4 separate regions of the Sus scrofa genome follow, and all the other regions are linked to region 2. The links are chromatin contacts, called in public HiChIP or PLAC-seq maps. All regions are on one chromosome and are shown on one strand. Each heading gives the region's core, a stretch centred on a gene start, on an enhancer-like site or on the middle of the called end of the contact. The rest is flanking DNA. Distances are from core to core; before and after follow the strand shown.

Region 1 (5,188 bases), core at 696-3,195, 250 kb before region 2:
GGCAATGCCAGATCCTTAACCCACTGAGCAAGGCCAGGGATCAAACCCACAACCCCATGGTTTCTAGTTGGATTCATTAACCACTGAGCCACGACAGGAACTCCTGAGGTTTTCTTTTTTTTTTTTTTTTTTTTTTTTTTTTTTTTGTCTTTTTTGTTGTTGTTGTTGTTGTTGTTGCTATTTCTTGGGCCGCTCCTGCGGCATATGGAGGTTCCCAGGCTAGGGGTCCAATTGGAGCTGTAGCCACCGGCCTACACCAGAGCCACAGCAACGCGGGATCCGAGCCGCGTCTGCAGCCTACACCACAGCTCACGGCAACACCGGATCGTTAACCCACTGAGCAAGGGCAGGGACCGAACCCGCAACCTCATGGTTCCTAGTCGGATTCGTTAACCACTGCGCCACGACGGGAACTCCTGAGGTTTTCTTTTGATTCAACTGGGAGTATAAGTTTTAGGGTAGAACACCCCAGAGCTGAATTGCCGTTTTCATTAGATCATGGTAGCAGTGTGGCTTACCACTGGCAATGTTACTTTCCTGACTTGATAAAGATGGTGTCCACCAGGTTTCTTTCCTATAAAGTTGCTATTTTTCCCCTTTCATATACTCTTTGGAAACCAGTCACTAAATGCAGCCCACCCTCAAAGAAAGGGGACTTAAGCTCCATCTCCTGGAGGACGGAATATCTACATCCTATTTAGAATTATTCCATAGAAGAGATTTTTCCCTCTTCTTTATTCATTTAATAATTATCAATTAGTATTTATTAAATTGCTGGATCATTTATAGGGAAAGGTTTCTTTATACAAAATGGGGAAATAACAAGTTGGGGTTTTTTTTTACTTTTTTTTTTTTTTTTTTTACTATTAGTCTCCACCTTTTCCCATAAAAATGTCACTTTTACCCATAACGTAGTTCCCTTAGGCTCTAATAGGGATCTGATGATCTGTTGAGGGCAGAGCAGTTTTCTCAGATAGCCCCACGCTGGCTAAGAACGCCACAGAAGCAGGTCTGGTCACCCAGCAGAACCTCTTGGAGCTAGTGGGAGCGTGGTCTCGCTCCCAAGCTCCGCACTCACCCTTCCCACCTCCTCAGCCCATGGGAGCCCAGGGTGGGCAGGGACTTCCAGGGCTGGGGAAGAGCCGTGTTTTCCCTGGGGTAGGAAAGAGCCGGAGAGCTGTCATGGAACGCTGGAGCAGCTGGAGCCCCTGGCAGGGATCGTGGAGGCTCGTCATTGTCGGGAAGGATTCTAGGGAAGCAGCAGATGGAGCCCCTTGGCTCCAAATCAGAATCCAGAACTGTGGGTCTCCTGTGCTTCTGTCCCCTCCTTGGGAGGACAGAGCTCTCGATTTTCTTTTTTTGCTTTTTGCTTTTAGGGCCACACAAGTGGTATATGCAAGTTCTCAGGGTGGGGTCAAATCGGAGCTGCAGCTGCCATCCTACACCACAGCCACAGCAACTTGGGATCTGAGCCACATCTGTGACCTACACCGCAGCTCATGGCAATGCCAGATCCTTAACCCACTGAGTGAGGCCAGAGAGTGAACCCACATCCTCATGGATACTAGTCAGATTCATTACAGCTGAATTCCTTTTTTTTTTTTTTTTTTTTTTTTTTTGCTTTTTAGGGCCACATGTGGATTTTCTTGATTCAACTGGCATTATAAGTTTTAGGATAGAACACCCACAGGTGAATTGCTCAATGGCTCTGGCTGGGGGCTCAGGGAAAAGGAAATCTGAGCACCTTGGGGCAGAGAATGAGAGAGGCATGACCTTGGAGGCTCAGGTTAGAAACTCAGTGGTGAATGAGACAGCCTAGGAGACAGAGGCCCAAAGGAGGTCCTGGAAGGGACCTTGGCCGCTACCAGCCAGCTCACCACCCTCACATCCCCAGCCCCACCTCTGCAATCCCTGCTCATCTCTTGTCTGGTTCCAACTGGGGAACTCCAGGCCCACATGCCCGAGCCCACAGGGTGTGGGGGTGGTGGAGAGAGTGGTTGTGGCCAAAGCAACACATCGTGAACAGCAGAAGTGTTCTCCCAGCATGTGTTTTGCAGAGGCCAGCAGTATGGTGTCTGCACAGATGTATGTATTTGTAGATGAATCCGTCCACCCCCCGAGGTGACCCCAGCACTGTCACCATTGAAAGCAAGGTGCTAAGTTCCCTCTCATTCAGAGAATACCTTTCTTCTCAAGCAGCGGCCCACGGGTTTCTCATCAAGATAGTAATTCACTGTACAGGGAAGGGAACTTACCACATGGAAATTCCCACTTCCTTTGGAGAACAGTGCACGCAGTGTGAACCTCGGTGAGTAAGAATCTTCCCCCCTCCCCCGCCCTCCCCCACCGCCCCCAGGCCTCTGAGGGCAGCCACTCTAGGTCTTATCCAAACTCCTGGCCCAGGTCTGAAATATGCCCGGGGCACACCTAAGAGCCAGTCTCCAAAGCACCCGGAACCAGATTGACTGGAGCTGTTACCTAAGGCTCTTCCTGTCTCTGTCTCCTTCTCCTCCTTCTGACAGCAGCATGTTGGGCTTTTCTTGGGGTCACACACTTCAACCCTCTCTGCTTCTCTGCTTCTGTAGGCCCCAGGGATGGACACATAAGCCAGGCTGGGCCGCTCAGAGGCCACTTTGGCAGGTGCCGCTAGACTCGAGCCTGCCTGAAAGTGGAGCTGATGGAGGCTTGGGGGAGACAGAGTCCTGAAAGCAGCCTCGGGGCTCCGGCTCCCGCTGGTCTTTGCCAGCTCCTCTCCTCCTCTCTCTCCTTCCCTCCCTTCTTTCCTTTCTCCCTCCCTCCCTCCCTGCCTCCCCCTTCCCTCCTTCCCAGCCCCACCTCCTCACCATTATTTTCCTCTCTCCTGCCTATTTTGGTGCGGTCCCTTTGGAGTTTGGTTTTTGTCGCTTGCACTAAAATTGTTCCAATGACACCCCAATGGCCCTTCCGCCTCCATGCTTGCCCTACCCCTGCCCTTCAACACTGAGAAATGCTCTGGTTTTCTAAGGTGCCATGAGGTTCCTGAACCATCCCAGCCATATCCCCTTTTGACCCCTACAGTGTGAAATAACATATGTTTAATTGAATATATGTATCTTTCTATTATACAAATAATACAAAATGTATCTTTTTAATTAGAGAAGAGGGGGAGCCTTCCTCATAATCCAGTTACTGTGGGGCATTTTATTTCTTTTTTCTACTTCTTTTTTTTTGTTTGTTTTTTTGTTTGTTTGTTTCTTTTTACATGGCATATGGAGGTTCCCAGACTAGGGATCAAATTGGAGCTACAGGAGTTCCTGTCGTGGCGCAGTGGTTAACAAATCCGACTAGGAACCATGAGGTTGCGGGTTCCATCCCTGGCCTTGCTCAGTGGGTTAAGGATCTGGCATTGTTGTGAGCTGTGGTATAGGTTGCAGACAGGGCTCTGATTCTGTGTTGCTGTGGCTCTGGCATAGGCCGGTGGCTACAGCTCCAATTCGACCCCCTAGCCTGGGAACCTCCATATGCCTCGGGAGTGGCCCAAGAAATGGCAAAAAGACAAAAAAAAAAAAAAAAAAAAAAAAAAATGGAGCTTCAGCTGCTGGCCTACACCACAGCCACAGCCATGCCAGATCTGAGCCATGTCTGCCACCTCCACCCCAGCTCACAGCAATGCTGGACCCCCGACCTACTGAACAAGGTCAGGGATGGAACCCACATCCTCCTGAATACTAGTTGGATTCATTTCCACTGCACCACAACAGGAACTCCCGCCTTTGGGTTTATTTCTTTACAAAAGTCCCCCCCCCACACACACACACACATAGTTAGAGGCCCAGGGGGCACAGATGCTGCTGCCATTATCGTCATCATCAGACAGGTATCTCATTAGCATTTCTCTCTGAAGTCTGCCTTCGGTGGCTTCCCTTCAGTTGCCGTGAGATTGGAAAGTAAGGAAATCGCAATGTAAATCCAGAGTTTAGGTGGGCGCTGTTACTAGAATTTACCATTCTTTTATTGTTTCCAGGAACCTGGTCTTTGTCACCTGGAGTTTATACTGCTGCCAGGGTTGCACCCTAGAGATTCTGATTCGGTAGAACTCAGGGGGGTTCCAGGAATTTGTAGGTCTAAGCAGCTGCCAGGTGATGCCAATGCTCGGATCTCAGCATGTGGAACTCACCTGGGGCTAAAACGCATTTGCTAGTCAGGCTATACATCAGCCGAGTCAAGCATGAGAAGCCCAGATAGAGACGAGTCCCAACTTTGGGTTTAAGAATCATTCGCTGAACACTGATTCATGCACCTCTGGTTTTTCAGAAGCCTACGTTTTCCTTAGGGGCCAGGTTTCCAAGGGGGGACAGTTTTGACCTACAGCTTCATGCCTGAAGCCCCTGGAATCCCCCGATTTCACATAAGCTGAAAGGGGGAAACGTGAGCGAAGGTTTCTTTCCCTCTTTTAACTTTCCTCCAGTTGGTTAGAGGTCAGAGGGCAGGCTCTGGGGGATTGGAGCTTTCAATTCACTTTCATGTTTATTGAGTGTTGGGATGATTCCAAGGATGCGACAATGCACCAAACATGGTTCCTGCCCTGCAGGAGCTGGCCACTGATGGACAGATGCACACAAAGTAAACAAATACTATGTAGCCTGAGAAAGAGCCAGGATCGAGGGTGGAGGAGGGAGGCAGGCTCCCTGGGAGTAGAGAAGGGCACTCAGCTGGCCTCAAGGGGTCAGGAGGCTGAGCTGAGGAGCATAAGCAGTTGGCCAGGTGAAGGGTGGTGGAAAGACATCTGTGGCGAAAGGAACAGCAAAGCCCAGGCGGCAGGAAACATCACGATGCTCTTAGGTGAGCAGTGATGAGAAGGAGAGCTGGAAGGCAGGGTGGGACGGGATGCAGACAACCTCAGCTGGAAGGGTGGTTTGGGACCTCTCATATTCCTGGTCCTTAAGTCCAAGCGCTCAACCCGAGGGGAGTTCCCATTGTGGCTCAGCGGTAATGAACCTGACTAGTATCCATGGGGATTCAAGTTCGATCCCTTAACCAGTGGGTTAAGGATCCGGTGTTGCCATGAGCGGTGGTGTAGGTTGCAGATGCTGCTCGTATCCCGCATTGCTGTGGCTGTGGGGTTAGGCCAGCAGCTGCAGTTCCCATTCACCCCCTAGCCTGGGAACCTCCATATGCCACAGGTGCAGCCCTAGAAAGCAAAAGGAAA
Region 2 (5,524 bases), core at 1,524-4,023:
GAAAGGCAAGCTGCTGAATATTCCCGAGAGCTTTGCTTTCAATGTCCTTTCCTCACAACAAGCCACGTTCACCCCTGTTTTCCCAGGATGTCCTCCAAGAACTGCGGTCAGGTTTGACCAGATTCCCATGGAGGCTTTGCTTTGTCCTGGGACTCAGTGCACGTGAAAGTCTGTGTGTGCCTTTTAAGAATGGGGCCTCTGTTTCCCCCAGTCCCATGGAGCTCCTGCACACAAGTCCCACTGGCCTTCAATGCCAGATGCTCCAGGGGCTCTTTCTCCCCATGCCAGATCCCCACACGTAAGAGTTTGTTGTGGGGCTCAGAACTCTGACTCCTGTAGGTGAGTCCCTGTGAACCAGTTAGTTTCCAGTGTGTGGAGCTTCCCACCCAGGAGGTATGGGGTTGTTTATATCACAAAATCGCCCCTCCTACCTCTTGATGTGTCCTCCTCTTTTTCTTCTGGAGTAGGATATCTTTTTTAAGGTTTCTGGTCCATTTGGGTGAAGAATGCTCAGTCTTTTGTTGTGAATTTTGTTGTTTTTAGGAGAGAAGTTGAGCACCAGTCCTCCTATTCCGCCATCTTAATCCTGTCTCTTTTTTTAATTTTTAAAACCATGAAAATGAACGGGACAGTCATCTTTCAGTTTGTTCTGAAGATTGCATGCATCAGAGCCAAAGCCTGACTCTCTCTACTCTCATCTCTAATTGGGATATTTACTATTTGAGAATACTCTGGGATGAGGAAGTTAATTAGTATTCCACTTAGGCAGATAATATCACCATTTCTTTATTTTGATGTACTAGATATTCTCTATGAAAGCCAACTTTTTTTCCATTTGTGCCCCAGTGTTAAAAAAGAATTTTAATGCAGATTTGGTTCTTGTATCAAAACATGTTTATATTTTGGATTATGTCATGACTTAATGGATAGTTTGAATTTTTACATTCTAATAATTATCATTTGTTTCAGTCTGGCAGCATAGTGTTTTCAGTTTGCTTGAAATTGTTTGAATCATTAAAACACTAATTGTGAGCATTCACCAGTACTTAAGTTAAAAAAAAAACAGGCCCTAAATGAAGTGATGATAAGGAAACCTGAAATCACTGATAAAGCACCGCTAAAGTTTGACCATAAAACTTATAGAAAGAAAAAATAAAGTATAGCTTAATGCTTATCATGTAAGAAATTGGAACAAATGCTTAAATTCAGTGACTAGCAGTATACATATCATAACTGTCTGCAGCTACTAATAACAGTAAATAATTACTGGCTGCTATTTAAATATATGCCAAAGTTAAAAATAGTGATATAACTTGAGATACCTCTTATGTATCACTTGATTTTTAATTTGGCACCTTTGTGCATTGTAACCATACATGAAGCATTTAAATAAATAAATGAAGTGAACAAAGATGACTAAATAAAAATGGTCATGTGCATAATCAACAAGTGATTGCTTTAATTCTGAAACTGTTTCCCATTAAGTGTTTATAACCATATAACCCTTCCTTGACCTCTTACGTCCTCTGTTTTATCTGGGTTCTGATTCTTTACAAGGGCCATCTATATATTGTGTGAATTAAAATACAAGAAAAAGGCTGCTGTTCTACAGATATCTGTATTATTATTTTTAGAGTGCTTACATTTGATGTTACTTAGAAAAGAGAAGTAAACTCACACTGCTTCAGATTACCATCGAATTTTCACTTTCTGTTAGTGTTCATTCGTTAAAGGAATAATACACAGAATTGCTACTTTTTATTTAAGTGGAGATGGTTAGAAAAGTTCTAGAGCATGAAGTGCTGCTCTTTGAAGACAGTTGTAGGGTAGGAACAGAGACAAACTTTATATTGTGCACAGTTTGCCTCGAGCTGTCCTTGGTTCTCGTTTCTCTCTTGTTTTAAATTTTATTTTTTTTAATTTTTGGCTGCATCGCAGCATATGGAAGTTCCCAGCCAGGGTCTGAATCCAAGCTGCAGGTGCTACCCAAGCCACAGCTGTGGAAACACCAGATCCTTTTAACCCACTGCGCTGGGCCAGGAATCGAACTAACACCTCAACAGAAACCTAAGCTGACTATAGTCAGATTTTTGACCCACTGGGCCACAGCAGAAACACCCTTATTTCTCATATTATTATTTTGTTATTTTTTGTTCTCATTGTCCTGCTACTGTTTGAAAAAATGTTTACAATTTGAAATTTTAATGTAAAAAATGTTCCTTTCCTCAAAAGGAGGTGCTTTATATACTAAAAATAGCAGGGTAAAGCTATTCATTAACACACTGTATGTGTTAAGTTTTTTTGGCAGCGCTGCAGTTATCTACTAGAAATTGTTATTTGTAGACCAGTTTTACATATTAAACATGTCTGTTTTCTTAATAGCCGATGATATAAAGCCATGTCCACGATGTGCTGCTTATATAATAAAGATGAATGATGGGAGCTGTAATCACATGACATGTGCTGTCTGTGGTTGTGAGTTTTGTTGGTTGTGTATGAAAGAAATCTCAGATTTGCATTATCTAAGGTAAGCTTATATAAGGGGCTATTTGTACCTAACTGTAATTCTGTATTGTAGGATGAAAAGGACTTTTTTTGGAAAAAGCATTATCCAAAGTATTTTTAAACTTGGAATCTATAAGATACTTAAAGGAATCTGTTTTATTTTGGTAATATAAATTTAACATGAACCCAATTATTGTGCTAGTCATTTGGGATTAATAAACAGTCAAAAATAGGAAATAGAGGAGTTCCCTGGTAGCTTAGCTGGTTAAGGAACCAGCATTGTCACTGCTAAGGCTTGGGTCACTGCTGTGACTTGGATTCAGTGCATGCCAGGGGTGTGGCCAAAAAAAAAGAGGAAATAAGAAATTTCTGTTTTTATTTGGCTTTGTTTTTTGTTAAACTAGAATGCTAGCATTTAAAACCCCATGTAATTATGCTAGGTCATAAATATTTTCATTGATTTTTCCCACATATAAATGTATTCATTTAGGCCACAGAGGGAGTTTATAATTCTCTGCCTAAAACAGGGATAAAATAAGCATATTTTGCATTAATTTACCCTTAAAATAACCTAAAGCTTTGAAGCCAGTGGAGGAATATGAATAAATATTTAACCTGAGTCCCGTTTATCAGTATGCTTTTAATATAATTTGTGATGTTTCTTACCTTATTTTTTTTCCCTTTGGCTTTTAATGAACTTAGAATTCAAAGAAAGGGAGGAAAAAATTCGTTCTCAAGTTTGAGAATTCTGTTATGGTCACTGCTGAATGTATGGTAGTAAATTGTTATTGTGATGTTTTGCAGCTTTTACTTTACATTATAATTTTTTTTCCTTAGTCCATCAGGATGTACTTTTTGGGGGAAGAAACCCTGGAGCCGAAAAAAGAAAATATTGTGGCAGCTGGGAACACTTGTTGGTGCTCCTGTAGGAATTGCTTTAATAGCTGGCATTGCTATCCCTGCAATGATTATTGGCATTCCTGTGTATGTGGGCCGTAAGGTAAAATGCTCACTTCCTTGTTAATTTATTATCTTACTTTAAACCTTCAGATTTAGCATTGATGGTTTTGCTTTGCTTCTATTTTTGTTTGTTTGTTTTGAAAGACAAAGGTCATCTTTAGTATCTTAAATATTAAACAATTATTTTTTTAAGATAATAACTTTCCAGTGTTTGGCAAGCTTATATGTATGCCTAAAAAGTAGATTTGCTTTAAAATGATCAGAATATTATGAGATCCTGCTGTGTAGCACTGGGAACTATGTCTAGTCACTTATGATGAAGCATGATAATGTGAGAAAAAAGAATGTATACAACTGGGTCACCATGCTGTACAGTAGGAAAGAAAATAATGTATTGGGGAAATAAAAAAAATTAAAATTAAAAATTAAATAAAATGATGGGAATCTGAAAATGTCAGTAAAAATTTGCATTATAAATCAACTTTACATATAAAATATTAAAGGATATGTACCTAACATTTTTCTCATAGGTATGTCCTTGTAAAGTCAGGTCTATAAAAAATAATAGATAAATAACATATTTGTCCTCAGGCAAAGAATAATTAGCCAGTTCCTGAATTATTTCTGACTTTAAAGCTTTTTTCCCTCAGATTACTGCTATTAGTAAACATGCTGTTTTGTAGATTACAGCAATTTTGTGGAAGTTTGAACACCCAAGAGTTGCCACCGGCCTAAAAAATGAATTGTACTTCAATAGCTAAGCAAATAATAATTCTTTTTTCAAAGGTTAAAGGGATAATTTACGAAGTGGCTAAGAAAGTCTACCGCTGCCTAAATTAGTAGAATCTCAGAATTGAGAAACAACTTTAGGAATGATCTAGCATCAACCCTGTACCCAAGTAGAACAAAGTTTAAGAATTTTTCAAAAGGGAACTATCAGTTTTTGAATTCAACTGTGTGCTGGGTGTTTTATGTACTTTGACTCATTTTAACCTCATAGCAATTTATGTGTTAGAATATTGAAGTTTAGGAAAATGTATATAATTTATCATCAGTTACTCAGAAAGAAGCAGAGCTGGGATTTAAACCCAGATGCATAAATTCTTTGTATAAGATCCCTGATAAAATTCAAGCTAATAAGCATTTGGACACTTCAGTGATGAGGAAACCAATAGCAGCTCCTGAGGCAGCTCGTTTTGTTACTTTAAGTGTTAGAAAACTCACATGTTGAGTTAGAGTCCGTTGCCCTTTAAATTGTTTTATTTAAAATTCTAGTTCTGACTTTTGGGACCAAACTCAAGACAAGGCTGATCTTCATTCATGTAACAGCAACATTTTTTTATGTCCAACATCTGTTACTATTATAATCAGAAAAATAATGCATAATATTTTTTTAGATTAGCTTTGGGACCAAGGACAGACATAGGTATTTATGGACCAAATATTTATTTCAGAAGGTTTTAGTAACTTAAATTATTGAAATCCTAGTCATAATAGCTGATTGTAATCATTTTTTATAGAATTGTCCAAAGCAAGTTTTTGCTGAAAACAAAAACTATTTAGATAGTTAGAAGTAGAAGGGAAAGAGAGACTATTGTACTGCACATACCTACAAATAATTTATAGAGGAGAGATTATTTACCTGAGTGTTCAGTCTTAGGTGCAGTAGCAATCTCCTTTTCTCTAACTTGTGATCAAGTGGTTGCAAGTCGATGAACTAGTTTTCCATTGAAAGTGTTCTCGGTAGTGTTTAGGGATACAGACCAGCCCAGGAAAACCTATTAGATTGATAAAGTACCTGAGAGCTGAGCTTTTCTTTACATAACAGAAAATGTAGCACAAAATAGTAAAACAAAAAATTATGTTGAACCAGAAATAGTGGGATGAGGAGGTTCCTTTGTGGCTTAGCAGGTTAAGGAGCTGGTGTTACCATTACTGTGGCTCTGGTTACTGCTGCAGTGCGGTTCTATCCCTGGCCTGGAAACTTCTGCATACGGCATGTGCAGCCAGCAAAAGAAAATGAAGGTGTTCCAATTTTGGCTCAGTGGGTTAAGAGCCC
Region 3 (5,394 bases), core at 147-2,646, 160 kb before region 2:
TTTTCCACTGACAGGCTCTCGTAATATATGTTTATAAGCTTTGCACGTACATTGGTTACCATGGGAACATAAAAGCCCGATGAAACCCTACAGTTGTAGCTGGGCTTGGAGGCATCAGGAGAGCTATCTTTAGAAAAATTCGGCTTCACAATTTATTGTGGCTTGTATTACCTCTATGTTCCTGTAGATTCTTCTAAAATTGTCCATTGTGCTTTTGTGATGTGCTGATGCCATAATCATTTGACAGGAGGGAACACAGTGAGAGCCAGGAACCCGGGCCCTTGTTCAAGCTGATTTAGGGGTGGGCTAAAAAGACACGGGGAAACCATGTGGAGAAACTGGAATGAATCATTTAATGCATGGTGAAGCGCTTCAGGGCAGCCACTAACTGATGGAGGTCAGTAAGCTGAAAAACGAGTTGTTGCAGAGAGAAGTTCTCTAAGCCTGAATGAATGAGGATTGGCTTAAAGGTATTTCGATGACTATTTCATTCATCGTAAACTCTCTAGTTGAGAGCACTGACCATCCCTAGAAGGAAGGAATGTGCTTAAGGTTGAGGTCTGATCCCAGAGGGATAATAGTGGTTGATAAGCTACCTCTCAAGAATTAATCCTTAAAGGAAAAACTATTTTACCTAGTATGGCACTTACAACGTGCCAGGGTCTAAGTTTTACCTAGTATCCCACTTGATTCTCATAGCAATGCTCTGTGTAGATAAATCATGCTCATTTCACAGATAGGAAACAGAGATGTTAAGCAGGTTGCCTAAATTCTCACCTTTACAAAGTATCTGAGCTAGGACTTGATGCAGGCAGTCAGGGTGCAGACCTATGCTTTTGACCAACCACTCCTGCCTGCTGGATCTGAGAGAGAACAGGCAGGACTTCTGTCTTCTGGCACACTGCCCTGCGGGTTGATGAACCATTATAAAATGGGAGCAGGGAGAAGACTGAGCTGCTTGGATTGGGGGTGAGGGGGTAGGTTGGGGAGAAGGGAAGGAAGCCCTGGCAATAAACTTGGCAGAACAGAAGTGTCCAGGGTGGATTTCAAGCCATTGACTCTGGACTTGTAGGACCTAAATTCTCTCCTCTTCTTCTTGACATAACCCAAAAGTTGACCAACGGTGCTCATTACTGGGGTTGTCATGCGGCTTCTTGTCTGGGAGAGATGCTCAAAGAGGAGAAAGAGGGGCCATGTGACCTCTGGTCTCACAGCGGAGGGACAACACTGGGTTGAAGTGTGCAGAGAGCTCTCCTTAACCTGTTATCTCTGAGGGGTGCAGCCGCCCTGGCCAGGAAGCACCAGGCAAGGGACCCGTGGCAAGGAAAGCCCTTGATGCGGGCGGGGCGCCCTGTGGCCAGTGGCTGGAAAGCTTCGCAAGAATCGGAGATTGCATTGCCCTGGCAATATAGGCTGCGGAGAGAAAGGAGACAACCATGGGCCAGAAACTGAAACCAAACTGGTGACAAAAGCTGGGACCAAATCTCAAACCAGAGAAAAACACTATTTGCAGATAGTTTGTCATCAGGTAGAGGCCCTGTGAGTCGAGATCTTTTTCCAGAATTCATCGTGAATGGAGACAGGCCAGAGATGGTTTAAGTCACGTGTCGTCGGTGCAGTCATTCCCCAGCCCCGGGCTCCCCTGCCCTCCTGTGCAATCCCTCCTCCTCCTCCTCCTCCTCCCCGGTCTCTCCTTCAGCCACTTCCTGGCTCCCCCCACTGTGCTCGGCTAGGATGTGATGAAAGCAAATGAGAGAACAGTATGAAAAATCGTTGCTAGACTTAACCCTTAACCCAGGAAATACTTATACTTGAAATATAGTGAGGGCTTTGGTTTTTGCTTTTTTTTTTTTTTTTTTCCTTTTAGCCCTAAAGAGTTTCTAACGGGTGACGGGGGTGGTGGGAGTTGGGAGGGGCCGTGGTAGTGAACACCGGTGGGTCCCCATCAAGGGCTGCTCCTGACTTACTCTGGAAGCCCCCCTATGCATCTCCCCTCGCCACTGCCACACACACCTCCTTGTCCCACGGACGTGGACAGTGCTTCAGAGAAAGGCTGCCCAAGCCAGGAGAGAAGGGGTAGAGGCAGCCAGGGAAGGAGGTGCTCCAGGAACAATGCCTTGTGCCTGTTAAAACTAGAGGGGGAGGAGGAGGGGCCACTGGGATGGGTGTGATAACACCAGCATCTTGAGTAGCCCCATTAGGTCCTCTTAGGTGAGCTCTTTCTCAGTATTGGGTTGTTTTAGGGGTTTTTTTGTTTGTTTGTTTTGGGGGGACCGCACCCAAGCCATATGGAAGTTCCCAGGCTAGGGGTCAAATCAGAGCTTCAACTGCCGGCCTATACCACAGCCACAGCAACGCAGGAGCTGAGCCATATCTGTGACCTACACCACAGCTCACAGCAATACCAGATCCTTAACCCCACTGAGTAAGGCCAGGGATTGAACCCATGTCCTCATGGATGCTAGTCAGGTTCGTTACTACTGAGTCACAATGGGAACTCCCTCAGTACTGGTTCTTCAGTATAGTCTGACATTAAGAGCCACTAAGGCTCCAGCAGTAGTACAAACTTGGAAGACTGGCTCAACATCACCAAGACCCTCTCACCTCCTGGCCCTTTCTCTGAGCCTAGTAATGTTCAAATTCATTTTTTTTTTTTTTTAAACATGGCCACACCTGTGGGATGTGAAGTTCGCCGGCCAGGGGTTGACTCAGAGCTGCAGCTGCTGGCCTGCACCACAGCCACGGTAATGCCAGATCTTTAACCCATTGAATAAGGCCAGAGATTGAACCCACATCCTCACTGATACTATGTCAAGTTCTTAACCTCATGAGCTACAACGGGAACTCCTCAAATTCTAATGTTACGGCAGCTTCTGGGGTAGCCGCAGGCTCGTGTCTGGGAATATTCAGGTTACACAGCAAATATGTGAAATATTTTTGCCTTGTTATTTGACATTCTAACCTTGTTCCCTGATCTTTTTCAGTCTTTGCATCCCTGATACCCGAGTAAAATGCAGCTGAGAGGAGTCACCTAGTTGCCCCTCGGCCCTGAGCCAGTGTTTGGTGATATGACCCCTCTGCTCCCCAAGCCTCATGCCAAGTCAGCCACACTCAACACACCATCATCACAGGTCAGTGCTTTCCACCCTCTGCCGTTTCATGGTGAGCGGGCAACTACAGAGCTATGCAACAGTTACACTTTAGGCACACATAGCACGGTTCCTGGCTTGGTTTTCTTTTTGTTTCTTTAAGTTCTCAGTTTATTTTTGAAGAGTGAGATGGATTTTTATTTGTGCAATGTGACCTCGAGGGTCTGGGGAATCCGTAACTGATATGAAGGCGTTTATCAAATCTGATGGTGCATTTTGGCTGTGCAAGGGCTAAACTAGGGAGGGGAGAGAATCACCTGATGCCAGGCGAGGGGCAGAGACATTCAGGAATCGGCGCTGGGGCAGGGCCTCCCTGCAGGGCAAGAACAGCCAAACCAAGGCGTGGGCCCGGGACTCCCAGCAGCTCCCTTAGAGGGACACACGACATGGACTGTGACAGGGAGGCGGAACCGGGGAGGCACGGCACGACAAAGCACGGTGATACCTCCACACCCCTCTCCGGCCTCTGTGTTCAATGACCTCTGGTGTCTGTAGGTGCCAGGGTTCTGCTTGCCTCATTTCTCACTTCTCAAGTGTGACTGCTTATGCAAAGGTTAAGGGCGAACGTCAGTGGGTCAAGGGGAAATTGTTCAAACAGAGCAGACACACCAGTCTGGAGTCCCAGGTATTGAATATCTTGACCGTCAGCCCTGTCGGAGCAGCGGCCCTTGAATTACCCTCAGTGGGGAGATGCTGGCCCTGGAAGAGGCCAGTGGAGGGACTCGATCCCTAACACCATCCCCCTTAACTGTCTCTAGGACCACTCTCAGCATCCACATTCTTTTTTTCTTTTCTTTCTTTCTTTTTTTTTTTTTTTTTTTTAAGTTTTGTTTGTGTTTTTACTGCTGCACCTGTGGCATATGGATGTTCCCGGACCAGGAGTCAAACTGGAGCTGCAGCTGGCAGCCTGCGGCACAGCCTCAGGAATGCCGGATCCAAGGCACATCTGCGACCTACCCAGCTGCTCACGGCAATGCCGGCACCTTAACCCGCTGAGCAAGGCCAGGGATCGAACCCACATCCTCACAGGTTCTTCACCTGCTGATCCAGAACAGGAATTCCTTTTTTAACTTGAAATCTATGTAATATAGAGAGATTGAAGGTTTTGTGTGATTTTCCTTTCTTAAGCCTTTGGAAAAAAGTTAAAAAGAGCACACTCTTAACATCCACATTATTTCCGTTGTTATTTTCTTTCTCTGCCTCTTTCTCCCTCCCTCTCCCCCTTCCTTGCCTAGACCATCGAACACAGAGAAACAAATGTGTCTTATGCGTTTTTTTTTTTTTTTTGTCTTTTGTCTTTTTGGGGCCACACCTGCGGCATATGGAGGCTCCCAGGCTAGGGGTCCAATTGGAGCTGTAGCCGCCGGCCTACGCCACAGCTCACGGCAACGCCAGATCCTTAACCCACTGAGCGAGGCCAGGGATCGAACCCAAAACCTCATGGTTCCTAGTCGGATTCGTTAACCCCTGAGCCATGAAGGGAACTCCCTGAAACAAATGTGTCTTCAATGTGTCTCCACTGCATTTCCCCTTGACCTTTATTCCTGAATACATCCAGGTCTGGGCTTTCCTGATGGTTGCTCATCCTTGGCTCAGCTCAGAACCCTGTCTTCTCACCACTCCCCAACCCAGGTCAACACCACTAACACCAACATGCGACCCCTGTTTTGGAAACAATGCTGGGAACAACATCCTCAGGCGTTGTCGCTCTGTGACATCTAGATCCAGCCAAGGATTCCCATCTCCCAGCCACCCAAACGACAGACGTTAAAGATCTTCACCTGAACACTGTGTTTCAGCATCCATCACTAATACATTTTGATTACAAGAAGGATTGCCAGAGTAGCAAATAAAAATATAGGCCATCCAGTCAAATGTCAATTTCAGTTAAACAACAAATAATTTTTAATGCAAATATGTCCCATGCAAAATTTGGCACCCACACCTAATTTTAAAAATTGTCTTCTGTTTATTTTAATTCAAGTTTAAGGGCGCGTCCTGTGTTTTATCAGGCACCCCCATCTACAAGTCATACAATACTAACAATAGCAGTCTGGAACTTACTGACTTAGCAGACTGAGGCATCTGAGGGCTGGGCTGGCTTCTGCCCAGCCTGACACTGGGGGCCTAAATGATGTCACTGAGAATGTGACTTGCTCTTTCTCCACCATCCAGGTCAGCCTTCCCCAGACTGGCTACATTCTCAGATAAGGGTTTGACCTTGTGGTGGTGACAAGAGAGCTGT
Region 4 (5,228 bases), core at 1,464-3,963, 130 kb before region 2:
CTTTGTTTCAGAGCTTGGGGTGAGTTAGGAGTTGAGTGAGGTGGGGAGGATGGGCTGCCATCGCTCATTTTTAGCAGGAAGTTGCCGTACTTTCCTCGTATGATAATATAGAATATCCCCCAAATGTAAAGACTGTAACCAGGAAAGAAATAGGACCATTATTGAGGTGGATTTATTATCTATCACAGTATAAGAGGGGAAGATTGTTTTTTAAAGTTTAAATCTCTTTTAACAAGTTATATTGGGCTATCAGAATTTGGGGATTTTGTGATTTACTTTTTATGCTTGTACTTTCTAGAAATGCCTTTGCTAGCTGATTTTCAAAAATTTTCCTTGGACTAGGTCAACTGTTTCAGAAACCAGGAAGTTTTTCCTCAGCAAGTTCATGGATAATTTGGTGTGTTTTCTTAGGGAGTTGAGGTAGGATTTAATTATGAGTATGTGCATGTTGGAGATAGGGAGAAAAGAGATGAGCTAGAGGGTAGTCACAGCTTGATGGCAGGACACAGTGGGGAAGCTCAGCATCATTTTTCTCTAAAACCTGAAGTCCTACTCATGTGTCTTGCATGAGCATGGACGGAGAAAAGCCTGTCATGTGGAATTTTTGTCTTTAGGAATTCATTGTGAGAAGATCAAGAAGGCCTGCGTTCTACAACTCATCCATTCTTATGGCACCTGTTGCTTGGCCAACCCACCAGTGGGCCCTTTCATCTCCTCTTGTGCATATCCAGTCGTGACACGTTCCCTTTCTCAGCCTGTGCAGCTAGGAAAGGCCATGTGGCACAGTTACTTGGAGAAAGTTTTCGCTTTTCTGATAAAAGAAGAAAATCTTGTCCCTGAGACCCACTTCTCCTTTTCTTCCTCCCTTGAAAGTGGTGTAATGCCTGGAGCTAGGCTGCCTTTTGGGGCCATTATCTTGTTATGATAAGGACAGGCCAAGAGGAGTTCCCGACATGGCGCAGTGGTTAACGAATCCAACTAGGAACCATGAGGTTGCGGGGTTCGATCCCTGGCCTTGCTCAATGGGTTAAGGATCCGACATTGCTGTGAGCTGTGGTATAGGTTGCAGACGCGGCTCAGATCCCGAGTTGCTGTGGCTCTGGTGTAGGCCGGGGGCTACGGCTCCGATTAGACCCCTAGCCTGGGAACCTCCATATGCCACGGGAAGCGGCTCTAGAAAAGGCAAAAAGACAAAAAAGAAAAAGAAAAAAAAAAAAGGACAGGCCAAGAGAGCTACAGAGACATTAAGGTGCATCTCATCATTGAGCTGATGAATTGACATCATTAACTGCCTACTTCTACCACTGATGTGTTTAGAGAAATGTAAACCCAAAGTGTTGAAGTCATTTTTGGTCAGGTTCTTGCTACTTGAATGCACTGACCATTGATACAATTTATGGAAAGAACTTCTTTATATATCCATCCTCTGATTTATTATGTATTTGCTCTAACACTTCTTCCATTATCCACTATTTCCCTCTTTTTCTCTCCCTTGTGGATTTCAGTACTAAAGTTTTTTTTTTTTATTTTTTTAATTGCCCCCAGAGTTTCTTCTCATAGAAATAGAGATTTAAGTTTTAATTTGTAGGGGGAGGGAAGGAATGGGAGAAGAATTACAAAACCATTTGAAAGAAATACATTCATGAATAGTTTCATTTTCAAAATCTAAATATGTATTGCTCCATTTAGATAAAAATGTTTCCTGGGGCAGTTGCAACCCACACAGGGCAGAACCAGTTGGTGTAGGAGAATAAGAAAGAGAAACTGTGACTGGTCTGGAAGCATAAAGCTGTTTGCCTACAGGCCTCTTTAAGCATAAAGACAATACTTTCAGAAACCCATAACCTTTAGCAACCTCAAATGCCAAAAGCAAAGTGTGAAGTAACCAGAGTTAAAAATAAAATAAAATAAAAAAAGGGGGGAGCCGTATTGTTGATCTTTGTTATAGTGGTATACTTTTAAATTTTTAAAGAAATTTTTATTTTTTAGAAGAAAAAAGAAATCTCTATTTTTAATCATTTTCAAACTAATGCCTTGAATACGTGCCTCTGGTCTGTTTAAGAGAGTCTGGGTAGCTGACATATTGTTTTGTCTGTCAAGCATATTGTCCATTGTATCACATAGTTTCCTGTTTATTGGGGCCTTGGGGAAATTTTTGTCTGACCATAGAACTGAGAATCTTTATAACTGAGCAATAGGTTTATTTTTATCTCACAAATATTGTAGCTGATTTGTCAGTGGGTGGTTTTTGTCATGTTGAGTGCTTTAAAAAATTATCTAAAATGGTGCACAAGTGTCGTAGCATGAGTTCCTATTTGAAAAAAAAAAATGAGTTAGTTAGGTCAGATTTTCACGCAAAGGGCAAGAATGACTGGCCAACCATGTACACAATGCCTCCCCTTCATGTTTCCCACTGACTTGGATAGGCAGTGCTAACTAATAGTATATGAAATTTATTCATTGCTGTCACCAACTTTAAGGATTTTCACTTCAGTGACCAAAAATGAAGGCTAGTGGGCATTTTAATTAAGATAACAAACAGTTCCAAAAACATAATTGTTTTAACATCATGATCGAAATTTATTTTTCACTCGGGTCAAGTCCCCCAATGGATGCTCCTCATTAATACATAGCTCTTGCCCAATCCAGACCCTTTGTGACTCATGGCTTCACCATCTTTAATATGCAGCTTCCACAATTGCCCTGCTGCTCAGCATGAAGCCTGGAGAAGAGGAAAGATACTCAATGATGGAGCCTGGGGAGGTTTTATGGGCCAAGCTACTCATGTTTCATTGGCCAAAAGTCAGCCCCCTGACTGTACTTAACTGCAGGAGAAGCTGTGAAATGAAGTCTAGCTCCATGCCCGGGATAAAGAGGAAACAGGTGAGGTGAGGCCCCAGCCAGTCTCTGCCACAGTGAAACAGATAATGAAGTAAAAGTTGCAGAGAGAGTTCTATAACCTGAAGAGGGATGGAAAATTCAATTACATCTAATCACTTGGTGAAAAGATAGGCTACACCCCAAGGGGGACCGCGGACTTCTATCTGCCCAAACCATGTGTTAAAAAGTGAAAGAGGCTTTGATAAAAATAGGATAAGGGTGAAATTTGAAAGACGCTCTGGGACGCATGGCACACTCTCCCTCTGGTGACACAATAGGCAGAACCGATCCAACTATATAAAGAAGTTCAGTGTTGTAACCTGTTGCTCAGCTAGAATCATTCTGGGGGAAAAAAATCCTAGTCTTGCACAATTTACTGATAATCTTTATGGCAGTTCTGAGTAACTCCAGCCTGCCCAAAATGCCTTCCTGCTTCCCTTGGCTACGGTGATTTTACTTCCACAGAAAAGATGTTGAAAAAAAGTATGCAGATGGTGAAGCCAGTCAAACTGGTAGTATCATTACTTCCTCATCAAGTTTTAAGGAGTAAGTTTTGTAACCATTGTGATCATCAGTTTGTATTTGTTATTTAAGGGGTTCGAACTGTTTAAGAGACCCTAACAAATTAGCCTTTTGATTTTATTCTGAAAAGATAAATTGGCACTAGATTTATGATCTTCATTTGAAACTTGTAAAATAATTGAATATGTTCATAACTAGACTTTGAATGTTTAAGAGAACCCAATTTATGAAAGGTACAAGTAAGTTTTATTCAATTCGTAAAAGTTAACTGAGATGGAGAAAAATTTACTTGCTGGGTTTTGTAAGTATTGCCCCATCAGGCATCAGAAATGTTTCAGAAAATCAGGTATATTAAATATGAAAGGGTGGTTGAAAAATATTTTAGGAAATGTAATCTAATTACATGTGTAAAGGTAGTTAATTACGGAAATTTAATCTTTTTAAATTTGTAAGTTAACACTAATCAAACAAGAAAGAAGCAATTGCCCTCATTTTTACATAAAAATCACTATATATACAAATAGAATTTGTAAGTTAGATTTATAGGTTAAGTTTAAAGACCTTAAAAAGGTAAAATAAAATATTCAGCTTTAATAAACTGAATGTTCATGAAAGTAGAAACAAGTCACAAATCTCTCAAAGTCAAATACTTAATTGGTGGGAGTAAAGAAGAGGAAAGAGAGTGATTTGCATTTAATAGAAAGCAGGATCAACAACACTTCAACAAATTAATTCCTTTCAAAGAAAGATATTTAAAAGAGTCAAACTGGAGTTTGGTGGCTCAGTGGAAACGAATCTGACTGGTAATCCATGAGGATGCCGGTTCAATCCCTGGCCTTGCTCAGTGGGTTAAGGATCTGGTACTGCCATGAGCTGTGGCATAGGTCGCAGACTTGGCTCAGATCTGGCGTTGCTGTGGCTCTGGCATAGGCCTCAGCTGCCATCCAATTTGACCCAGGCCTGGGAGTCAAACTTCCATACACTGCAGGTGTGGTCATAAAAGGAAAAATAATTTATTAAGAGGGTAGATCTCATAGTAAGTGTCCTTACCACAATTCAACAAAAAAAGAAGAAATGATTTGCTTGTACTTAAATTTCTTCAATTATTTTTTTAGTTGGTATATTGGTTTATTTCTTCATGTGAATAATTAATATATATTTACCATTACAAATATCTTTTAATGCATTTAAACATAAGTATGGAACTTCTCTGGGGTTCTTAACATTCCCACTGGAAAACCGATGCTGTTTAAACCACAGAGCCCATTATATTACTTAAGTGAGTGGACCACTTATCACCTGGTGGTGCCAAGAGGCAAAGAGCACCGAATGAAAGAAGAGAGCACAAAACATCTTTAACATTTTCCCCCAAGTACAGCAGCAATATCTTGGAGGGAAATCTGGTTGAATTGGCAGGATGAGGAAGATTTTGGTGAATCTGGGAGGCCAGGCCAAGGAGATGTTTTAAAGTAGTGAGCCCTGGAGGGCTGTATGTTACTTACATATTGAGCACAGTTCCATGTGGTCAGCAATGCTCTCAGAAGATTCTTCAGGCCTTGGTGGACAGGATGGACTGCAGAGGGCGAGAGGCACTAGGATGGGCGACAATGCAGAGTGAACCAAGGGACTTGGGGACTGGAGCTCGGAGCTGAAGGAATGGAGCGTGGCAGTTATTGCAAAGCTGGGTTTCTCTTGCCTGAGGACAGTTTCTATGAGGCTCACATTGTGGGTTTACACGTCACTGAATTTAACAAAGTCATGATGATAATGGACCTATTTTTCTTTTTTCTTTTTTGTCTTTTCTAGGGCTGTACCTGTGGCATATG

The links. HiChIP or PLAC-seq counts read pairs in DNA pulled down with a chosen protein or histone mark.
Region 1: an H3K27ac HiChIP or PLAC-seq map of alveolar macrophages shows a contact between it and region 2. The contact joins two enhancer-like sites. A contact is called at or near these places in 3 of 47 Hi-C or Micro-C datasets (embryonic fibroblasts and heart right ventricle) and 1 of 2 datasets of contacts at active chromatin or transcription factors (alveolar macrophages).
Region 3: a contact with region 2 is called in an H3K27ac HiChIP or PLAC-seq map of alveolar macrophages. The contact joins two enhancer-like sites. A contact is called at or near these places in 2 of 47 Hi-C or Micro-C datasets (embryonic fibroblasts and heart right ventricle) and 1 of 2 datasets of contacts at active chromatin or transcription factors (alveolar macrophages).
Region 4: an H3K27ac HiChIP or PLAC-seq map of alveolar macrophages shows a contact between it and region 2. The contact joins two enhancer-like sites. A contact is called at or near these places in 2 of 47 Hi-C or Micro-C datasets (heart right ventricle and skeletal muscle) and 1 of 2 datasets of contacts at active chromatin or transcription factors (alveolar macrophages).

The regions. Positions count from the first base shown.
Region 1 is chr4:36,462,181-36,467,368 of Sscrofa11.1, forward strand. No RefSeq gene overlaps it. Among named protein-coding and RNA genes, the nearest start is that of ANKRD46, 64 kb to the left of the region's middle. Within about 2 kb of position 1,946, at least 8 of the 83 cell types and tissues checked have an H3K27ac peak or open chromatin away from gene starts, as enhancers often do. A contact at or near this core is called in alveolar macrophages, where this site is marked.
Region 2 is chr4:36,708,573-36,714,096 of Sscrofa11.1, forward strand. It overlaps RNF19A (ring finger protein 19A, RBR E3 ubiquitin protein ligase), which reads left to right. Exons shown (of 9, transcript NM_001038006.1): 3 at 2,383-2,527; 4 at 3,343-3,505. Among named protein-coding and RNA genes, the nearest start is that of RNF19A, 21 kb to the left of the region's middle. Within about 2 kb of position 2,774, at least 1 of the 83 cell types and tissues checked has an H3K27ac peak or open chromatin away from gene starts, as enhancers often do. A contact at or near this core is called in alveolar macrophages, where this site is marked.
Region 3 is chr4:36,553,720-36,559,113 of Sscrofa11.1, forward strand. LOC110260247 (a long non-coding RNA gene) reads left to right here. Exons shown (of 4, transcript XR_002343183.1): 2 at 2,985-3,131. Among named protein-coding and RNA genes, the nearest start is that of RNF19A, 130 kb to the right of the region's middle. Within about 2 kb of position 1,397, at least 3 of the 83 cell types and tissues checked have an H3K27ac peak or open chromatin away from gene starts, as enhancers often do. A contact at or near this core is called in alveolar macrophages, where this site is marked.
Region 4 is chr4:36,579,493-36,584,720 of Sscrofa11.1, forward strand. The region is part of intron 2 of LOC110260247 (a long non-coding RNA gene); the gene reads left to right. Among named protein-coding and RNA genes, the nearest start is that of RNF19A, 110 kb to the right of the region's middle. Within about 2 kb of position 2,714, at least 12 of the 83 cell types and tissues checked have an H3K27ac peak or open chromatin away from gene starts, as enhancers often do. A contact at or near this core is called in alveolar macrophages, where this site is marked.